Regions from separate parts of the Mus musculus genome. Here region 2 is linked to region 1. Evidence: chromatin contacts called from public ChIA-PET data. All regions are on one chromosome and are shown on one strand. The core of a region is the stretch at or near the end of the contact, and the rest is flanking DNA. Distances in the headings are between cores, read along the strand shown. Region 1 overlaps Gm17767 (predicted gene, 17767). Region 2 has its middle 19 kb from the start of Gm33795.

Evidence for each region. ChIA-PET counts read pairs in DNA pulled down with a chosen protein or histone mark.
Region 2: a contact with region 1 is called in an RNA polymerase II ChIA-PET map of memory CD8 T cells, with 9 read pairs. The contact joins two enhancer-like sites. A contact is called at or near these places in 3 of 39 promoter capture datasets (liver, pre-B cells and stem cell-derived epiblast-like cells) and 2 of 115 datasets of contacts at active chromatin or transcription factors (memory CD8 T cells and microglia).

Annotation. Positions count from the first base shown.
Region 1 is chr1:51,512,218-51,516,961 of GRCm38.p6, reverse strand. The region is part of intron 3 of Gm17767 (predicted gene, 17767); the gene reads left to right. Among named protein-coding and RNA genes, the nearest start is that of Nabp1, 36 kb to the right of the region's middle. Within about 2 kb of position 2,356, at least 57 of the 459 cell types and tissues checked have an H3K27ac peak or open chromatin away from gene starts, as enhancers often do. A contact at or near this core is called in liver and memory CD8 T cells, where this site is marked.
Region 2 is chr1:51,932,649-51,937,392 of GRCm38.p6, reverse strand. No RefSeq gene overlaps it. Among named protein-coding and RNA genes, the nearest start is that of Gm33795, 19 kb to the right of the region's middle. Within about 2 kb of position 2,667, at least 117 of the 459 cell types and tissues checked have an H3K27ac peak or open chromatin away from gene starts, as enhancers often do. A contact at or near this core is called in liver and memory CD8 T cells, where this site is marked.

The sequences.
Region 1 (4,744 bases), core at 1,107-3,606:
CACAACCATCTGTAATGAGATCCAATGTCCTCTTGGGTGTCTGAAGACAGTGACAGTGTACTTATATAAATAAAATAAATAAATATTTAAAAAATAAAGATCCAGAAAAAGTTTCAAGGTAAACTAGTTTGGGTAACTTATAATGTATTTTTTGTTGCATGGCTCTATTTTCTGCACGTGTGTGTGTGTGTGTGTGTGTGTGTATGTGTATGGCATGTATGTGCCTGTGTTCATATGTGTGGGGGCATGTATATGTGCACACACATGCACATGTGCATATGTATCTGCCAAGCCATGGAGTTCATGTGGATGTCAGAGGACAACTTTTGAGAGTTGGCTCTGGGACTTGAACTCATATTACTAGGCACCAGGCCCCTTTATCTATGAGTCATCTCTCTGACCTATTCCTGTCCTTTGTACATGGCTTTGGGGACCTGAGTTCAGGCTTTTGATGTCAAGGTACCAGTTTACTGACTGAGCATCTCCCTAGCCCATTTTCAATTTTCTCAATGTTGCATAGCATTACTGATATACCAGGAGACAAGTAAGAAAAATCAAATAATAAATTAAAGAGGGAATAAGAAAATATATTTAAAAATCTGTTTCCTCTATTTTTTCAGTATACTTATGTTGATTATGTAGGTTATTTCAAGTATTTAATGTTGTTTTATGAATTTTTTTCTAATTTCTGAAAACATACAACTGGCAAAGGGAACCAACTGTAAGAGTCAGAAGAAATACTTGATGCACAGAAAATGACAAAGTTACCCTATGATATATATATATATATATATATATATATATATATATAATTATGATTAATGTGTAATTATATTAAGTTCAAAGCTACTAGCACACAGAAGAGACTACGTGTGTTTACCCATTTTGTGTAAGTAATTACTTGTAATAATTGTTCTGTTGAACAGATTGTCTTTAAAATAAATTTTAAACTAAACTACAAATACTTTGGTTTTGGCCAAGCTGTATTTGGTGAAGTTTCATTCGGGTAAATTGTTCTGATCAAATCAACTGCCATGGTTTCTGAAATCTGAGACATCTTGGCATTGCCTCTCACAGCTTGACGTGCTGACAGTGCACAAAGGTTCTGGAGTGGGAGGAGAAACTGATGCTTTCTGGAGCCAGTCTGCCTTCTGGAATATGTCCTTGTACCACACTAGGTCACTCTAATCTTTCAGGCATGAGCAAGAACCACACATTCTGCATATGCTCTGTGAGAAAGCAGACATAGTAGCAAGTTTGACCAGATGGAAATTGGACCAAAAATAAGTCCTTGTCCATTTCCTTGCTTTGTGTGACCAGTTAGTGCTTTGTGTACTGAGCTTTGTGGAGAGGGGAGGGGCTTTCATGCTCCAACTCATTCTAATCCAAGGAGATGAGGTATTATGATGTCGCTTAACACTGAAGTATCTGTGAAATACCTTTGTAGTGTTCCCCGAGAAGAAAACACGGGATAGGCCATCACTGCTGCTTGACACACTTGCCTACGACGGTTGGAAGGATTCTGGGCCAGCATAAAAATCCAAGGCCACATTTGTCACTGTGTTTTGAGCGTGTGTGTGTGTGTGTGTGTGTGTGTGTGTGTGTGTGTGTGTGATGCACTGTGCAGACTTTTGCTCTACTAACTCAAGTGCCATAATAGTCACAGAGGATCCACATCAAACCTTGTCTCCAGTTCTCTGTTTATGCCAACTAAATGTCCCCGGAAACTATTCAATTTTATCTCCCACAATTCTTGACATTTCTAAAAGTGATCTGCTCCAAATGTGAGCCACTTGCAGACACAGCTTCCAAGCCAGGGAAGCTATTTTTAGAGATCAGCAGCAGAACAGCCCATTTCGAGCAAGCATTCTGGTCCACTTCCAGTGTCCACACTTCTTTTTTTTCTTAAGGGCATTCAGCTGGTTCCCCAGAAGTCTAGATTCCAAGCCAGTGGTGAGTTTAGAAGAAGGTAACACCGGATCTGGAGTAGGTAGTCAGCTGGGAAACACTTGCCTTTACCTTGAAAGAGGTACAGCAGTTGCTACCATCTCTCCATTTTTGGAACCCTGATGTGTCTCTGACCGCCAAGTCATATTGCTACTACCAGGAGGATGAACCCAACCATGAGGAGGAGACAGAACTAGGGGGCAATGTATTCCTAGATTGAAGCTCTTATGAGTTATTTCTAGCTGTAAGCATCCTAACTAATAGCAAGCATGTGCTGATGTTTATGAAGTTCACTTGTGAAGTGTTACACCAGGCACTGAATTCTAGGAACAGGCTGGTCTAGCCCCTTGTTCTAGGAAACACACTTAAGTCATTTCCTAACTCATGGCAGATCAGAAATAACAAGTGAGAAGAGAAAGAAACAGGAAGACATGAAGCCAGAGCTAGAGTGCAGGGGCACCAGTGCAGGACGAGCTAATGCTGAGAACAGCGGTCCTTCTAATCTGGAGCCCTTGTGGGTGTCAGCACATAGTCCAAAGACTAATGCTTGGTGACAGCTGTGTGTCATCAAGGGAATGCTTTCTGTATGTTTTAGAAGGAGGATGGGACTGTGTACTGGCTGGTTTTGTGTGTCAACTTGACACAGGCTGGAGTCATCACAGAGAAAGGAGCTTCAGTTGGGGAAATGCCTCCATGAGATCTAGTTGTGGGGCATTTTCTCAATTAGTGATCAAGGGTTGGAGGGTCCCTTGTGGGTGGGACCATCCCTGGGCTGGTAGTCTTGGGTTCTATAAGTAAGAAATCTGAGCAAGCCAGGGGAAGCAAGCCAGTAAGAAACATCCTTCCATGGCCTCTGCATCAGGCCCTGCTTTCTGACCTGCTTGAGTTCCAGTCCTGACTTCCTTTGGTGATGAACAACAGTGTGGAAGTGTAAGCTGAATAAACCCTTCCCTCCCCAACTTGCTTCTTGGTCATGATGTTTTTTGTCCAGGAATAGAAACCCTGACTAAGACAGACCGGATAATGTTTAACAGCATTTCTTTTTTTTCTTCAAGACAGGGTCTCTGTGTAATAGCCCTGGCTATTTTGGAACTGGATCTGTAGACCATGTTGGCCTCAAACTCATAGAGATCCTCTTGCTTCTGCCTCCCAAGTGCAAGTGCTAGGATGAAAAGCATGTGCCACTACCTCTTGGCAGTAGTATTTCTTTGTAAATAAAGAAAAGGATTAAATGATTAAGAACATTGTCTGAGATGATACACCAAAAGTAAGCTCATTTCTTGAACAAGTTCAATGAACGCTGAATGTATGCGCTATATTAAAAGGTTGCTTCTCCCAGAGAACAGGAGGAGGCAAGGAAAGCAGCTCATTTCAGAGTCCCCATGAAAAAGCCTGGACAAGAAGCACATTTGATGAATCAGGACTTGATTTCGTGCTTCTGCAAGGCACTGCGCTTTGGTTCAGTGGCTTGGCAAGACAAGGCAACCTAAACTGTTTCCTCTGAAGCTGCCAGAAGGAAGAAAATAAGCAGCTTGACTGAGTAGAAGGGGGGGGGGGTTGAAAACTCCTAATTAAAATGTAAATGCTTCTCAGAGCCAATAGCTTGTAGACAATATATGTATATATATTGGAAAGATGGTCCACACTAAAACTGCACCGTGCAAAACAGGTTCTAAGTTTGCACAAAACCTGAGCCAACCTGTTGATGTAATTACCTTGCTGTGAAATTACTCAAGCCCAGTCAATTGAAGCCACGTGCAGGAAAACAGGTGGCTGTTGGGTCCGCTGAGGTCACTGACTAACACTGAGGGCTGCTTTACCAAGAAAAAGGAGCCAGAGCAGTTTGAAATTCATGAACAAGGTGTGGGGGGATGTATTGGGGCTTTCTGGAAGGAGTGGGCAATCTGTGAGCCCGTAGGTTGGTCCCACCTAATGGGCTGGGCAGGTAGCTCCACTAGCCCTGCTCTTCAGCTGCCAACCCAGTTTCCTTGGAGACCCAAAGCTGTGGAATGAGCTGTCCAAGAGTGCTGAACCAAATATTATGCAACTTAAGGTAAATGCTTTTCTAATTATTAATTCATATGTTGCTCTTAACATATGCTAACTTAAAAACGAGCACAGGAGGGGCTAACGTCAGCACTGTAAGGGAACCATTTCAACAGTGAAATGATTTTGCTAAACATGGAACTCGAGACCATTAGATTAGTGGTCTTCAGTGATTTGGTGTCTACTCTGGTGTTACTAGGAAATCATTATTGTTCTTAGTTAACATTTTGTTGGCATTGTTCTAAGTACCATGCTCCTCTTATTTCATCTTATTATCAGAACATCACAGGTACAAATATCATTGTTGTTATCTGTTTGTTTTTTGAGAAAAGGTCCTTCTCTGTAACCTGGGCTCTCAGTCTCTAGCTCAGACTGGCCTTGAACTTTTGGCAACCTCTTGTGCAAGCCTGCCAAGTTCTGAAAATACAGGACAGCCACTATACCCAACTGTGAATACAGTTATTGAGCCTGTTTTACAGCCAGAGAACAGAAAGATTAGAGATGTTATTTGTTTGGGGACACAGAATGAGAGAACTGCACAGGTCACCAGTCGAACATAGACACATTTTGATCGATTTCCACAGTAAAGCATTAATCACATCCATGGTTCCTGACAACAGTCACACCAAAGTCTTCTGTAACTGTCCTCCCGTCCTTTCTCCAAGGGACGTGGAATTCATCTGCCTTCTGATACGTAGTTTTGAGGGACGAAGACGGCTAGTAAAAATGGTGAGAACTTAATATGTTCATG
Region 2 (4,744 bases), core at 1,418-3,917, 420 kb before region 1:
AGACAGGGTCACATGTGACAGGCCAGCACTCTGTCACAGAGCTACATCCAAACTTTCAACTCTTCCAACCAACATTACAAGGCTATTTCTACCTTTACCCAAAGCTACCAGTATTTAATGAGCAGTTTTCGTGCATCTGTTTTTCTGTTCCAGTGTTTTACACGTTATTCAAACTACTTCATGAATTAGGTCCTCTGTCCTCCTTAACAGATAAGGGAGGCCCAGACAGGGTGCTGTGGGCTCTGGGATTTGTGAGGCTTTTTCGGGGTTCCAGAGTTAATTCTTAGACAGACCTTCATCCTTCTGTTTAACTGCCTGGACAGGAAGTGAAGAACACAGACAACCTTGTGTTTTTCTTTCTTTTTAGTATAGAAGTCTTTTCAAAGAGTCTTTCTTTTCTCTTCTAGAAAAATAAACAAGAGAAATTCTTGCTTCATTAGTGATTTTACCCCTGCTGAGGGCTCCAAACCAGGGGTTGGGAGGATCTTCCCTCCCCCCCCCTCCCCGCAGAGCCCTGTTCAAAGGAGCCAATGAACACCCTCTGCTGAGAGTCACAGCCATAATTATTAATATTGAAGTAGGTTTGAATACATAAAAATAGAAGTCACATCACACTTTTGAAAAAAATTGAAGCCACCTGTAAGGTCAATAAAATTAAGACTGGAAGACACTCTGAATAAAAAACGAACTGTTTCAAAAAAGAATATTTCATCCCAGGTCATCCACACTACAACATTACTGTCACTTACCAACTATTTACCCACGTCTCCCACATGCCGGAAATGCGTTTTTAAAAAAGACATGTTTAAAATCAGAAAGGCCATTCAATTATTTTACTTCCAGACTCTATACTTGTTCCTACTAACCAGAAGTCTTTGCCTTGGGAAAATAGTTTCATTTCCCTCTCCCTTTCCCAAATTTCCTAAAAGACCTGTATTGGGATGGTAAAGGTTTTCTGAGTCCCAGAGGAGTTCTCCTTGGCTAGGAAGAGCTTGTTGGAGCATGTTCTGAGAGAGCCCCGAGGAGCATACCTCAGAACAATGTTTTCAAACATTCTATGCTCGCTTTTTTCAATATAACTACTGCAGCCTGTGGTAGACAACAAGTGACTCCAGAGGGCACTGAGCTACGTTTCTTTCACAAACGCTCTAAAGATACAAATTCCAGCTTTCAAAGAACTGCGTGGTGCTCCCAGAATTTATCCCAAGAGCTTTGTAGGGTTTACTTCCAAGATAGAAGGAGCAGAGGTTCTTTGTTATTAATATATTTTATATTAGCTTGAGGAAATGTGTTGTTCTTCAGTGAGGAAATAAGTTAATTATAAGGAAAAGAGGGTGTGTGGAAAGGTCCATATCCTTGAATTATAAAATTTCTCTCATTTCCCTCCCACCCCAAAGATTCCCATAACGGTATCTAAATGCATCATGTAAGAAAACTTCTTCATCTACTGCAATTAGTTATTCTCTTATCTACCAATAAGAATTTGCATATGAGCTGTGAGGTAAACTTTTAAAAACAATTTATTCGTAAAGATAGGCAGTGCCTGCTTAGAGAACCTTTCCATGGGAGAGAAGATACTTTGAAAAATATTCTCTGTGTGGAACTTTCTGCTGAAGTTAAAGACAAGATTGTTTCTGTCTTCAGCTTTAGAAGGAGCTGAAAGACTCTGTGCATGAAATAGAAGTGTAATGTTCTTAGAGTATCATGCACTACCTCAGTTCCATGTGCTTAGTAGGTGCTCATTAACTAATCATGCAAACTGCAGAATGGCTCTTGTTGTTTGGGATCATATAGGCTGTGTTTAGAACCACCGGGAACTCGGCAAAACCAAGTCTCATTTAATCCCATTACACGTGTCCATTTCTCAATTCTCCCTTCTTTCTGTGAACTCTGAAATCATGTGTTAGGAGCTGTATTTGGGAAGACAGGCTCAAACATCATAATCATCATACCTTACAAAGACAACACAAAGAGAAAATGTAAAACCAAATCAGAGGCGGGCCAATGTCCTCATGGAGTGTCTTTGTGGTTCTACCTCTGGAGACACCACGTTAGGATAGATTTGACATGAGAGGCAGGATGGGGCCTTCTCTAGGGACTCCTCTTAAACTCTGACTTAGCTCAGCTGGCTAATTGGCTTAGCCTTCCTCATCTGACAAACTCAGGTTTTAAAAACAGAACCAGAGGAGGGCCATTGGTCTGGAGTAAAGGTTATCAGGATAGTAAACAAATTCCCTAAGCCTTCTGTTGAAAAATGCTCAGTGGGGCAGACCTGGCTTTTCCTGTTCTTGGCTGCATCTGCTGTGAGCATAATAGGCTCATTTAAAGTGAAGGGTTTGCCTTGAGATCAGAGCTTAGGGTGGATTCTGTAGTGCAGTGATGATCATAGAGTCCTGCTTTCTCCCACCACTGTGCTCTCTCCTTTATTTCCAACCCATTACCAGTTTTGCCTTATAAAGTTGAATTAAAAGTGGAGGATGGTGGTTCAGTAAGTCATCTTCACTTTATTCTCTAACACTAGACAGTTCCCACTTCCTGGGTGCCTCTGTGCCAGGGAGCTGTGACTGTCTGGTTTTCTGTATTGACACAGTGCTGTAAAGTGACATAGTTGTCACTTTACAGAGCAGTGATAACTTTGTTTTGGTGAATGAAACTTCCCCGACGTGCAGAAAGAGGAAGTGGCAGACCACTCTATCTATTGTTCATGTTCCTGTTTCGCATCTGCCCTCTGAATGGTACACAGTGAGAGGAAGTCCCAGACACTGTGGTCATCACCCATCAGGTTTTAAACGTCTAGCTTGCTGGATCAGAAATTACACTTAGGACCCTCATGCTCTGATGTTACTGCATAGGCAGGGAGGGACTCACTTTTCAAGTGTGTCTACTGGTATTGCACAAGCCACTAACCTTCTCACTCATCACTGAGACGGGATCCTACAGAACAAGGACATGGAGCTAGGCCATAGCCTCGATGGCTTATCTCTCGAAGCTCCTCTAATCAGTCCTATTCCAAACTGGGTGACTAGAGCAGATTATAGAGCCATGGGGTGCAACTTCTGCTGGCCTCATTCCATGCTGTGCAGGCGGTATAAATATGGCTATAAAATCTTGAGCTGCAACTCTAGGCCACGTCACAGAGGTATGACATGACTCGTAACTGGAGCAACACTGGTCAATTAGAAGGGAGGCCGCTCTTTGTGGGAGGAGCATGTTTGGTAGTCTTTGAATTAAGAATCAGACACAATGTCAAAGGCCATGGCCCAAATTAAAAGAAGACCTTGGCACAAGGAAAGGGTGGAGAGAAACCCTCTGTTGCTCACAGAAGAGCATTCCTACAGTGTCCCATGGATTAAATGCCTACAGGGTCTGAAATGGCATAATCAAATCAATTATAATACTGTACCAAACATATAATATTGTACCATTACATAATATATGAATTATCCATTACTACATAAAATAAATTATCCTAGCTCAAAACAACAAACTTATGACATAGTTCCTGAGTATCAGTAATTAAGTGGCGCGTCTAGATGGTTCCCTCTCAGAAGGCAAGTGCTGGGTGAGGAGTCAGGCAGCCAAGGTTTTCAAGATTTGAGAGAGTTGATTTAAATGATTGCTGTCAGGAGGCTGTTAAGCCCAAGTTGCATGTACCCAAAGACCACTAAGGAGCCAATTCCAATGTAAACCATGTAACGGTCTTTATTGTGAGCAAGGTCTCTCTCACCATCATAGTGGGTCAGAGTGAGAGCCCTGAGTCTAGGGGTTCAGGATTTGTATTGCGGATACAGCAAACTTGGGGCATGCATCTATACAGGTCAGCAAGTTAATATTTTAAAAACTACATTTCTGCTGTACTCCGTAGGAACTGAAGATGAGAACGAAGCCATCGGACCACCAGGATGGATAAGTTACTTATTCTCTGCAGGATGTCTTGAGTTATCTTGACCCTGCTATTGTAGCCTCACTGGCTGTTGCTAAGGGGGATGGGTTGTCATAGGGTACTTGCTCAGGAGGACTCTGACTTTATTCCTGGAACTGGAGTTTAGCCCCTGGCCTCGAACAAAATGGAGTTTCTTTTTAAAAAAGGAATTGGTTGGGCTTTACAAGGCCTTAGTCCCTCACCCCGTGGACCTTTCCACGTGTTGACTGAGCATCCTCATGATATGATATCTGCCTTTCCCTAGAGCAAATGACTCAGTGGCAAGGCACAAGCTGCAGTGCTTCTTTATAGTACTCTTAAACACACACCCTTCCTTCTGCCAGATGCCATTCATTAGAAGGCATGACGGAGTCAAGTGTGGGTGGAAATCAGCTTTGTCTTTTGAAAGAACTGTTGCAGAATGTGTGGACATTGTTGAAACCCTGCCCTCATATGCAGTATCTACCCAGGGTGTCACGAAATGCAGTATAGTCAAGGCTGGCTACGGGATTTGAGAAGCTCATTGCAAAATAAAAATATAGAACTCCTACACAGGCAGTGTTAACCATTTCAACACAGTGACAGAACATTAAATCAAGTGTTACACTCTCAGTGATGGGTACAGTGACCAAGAGGTGGGCTTTGAGTCCCAGACCCACTGCTTAATAACTAGTAATTTTCAGGAAAGCAATTTAATCTCTCTGAACCTTAACTTCTGTTTCTCTAAAATGGTCATGCTTAGTTACGTTTCCTATCAGTTGGGATGCTTCTGTTTTAGAACAATGAATGAAGTCATTTCTTTGTGTGGCTTACTGTGGGCAC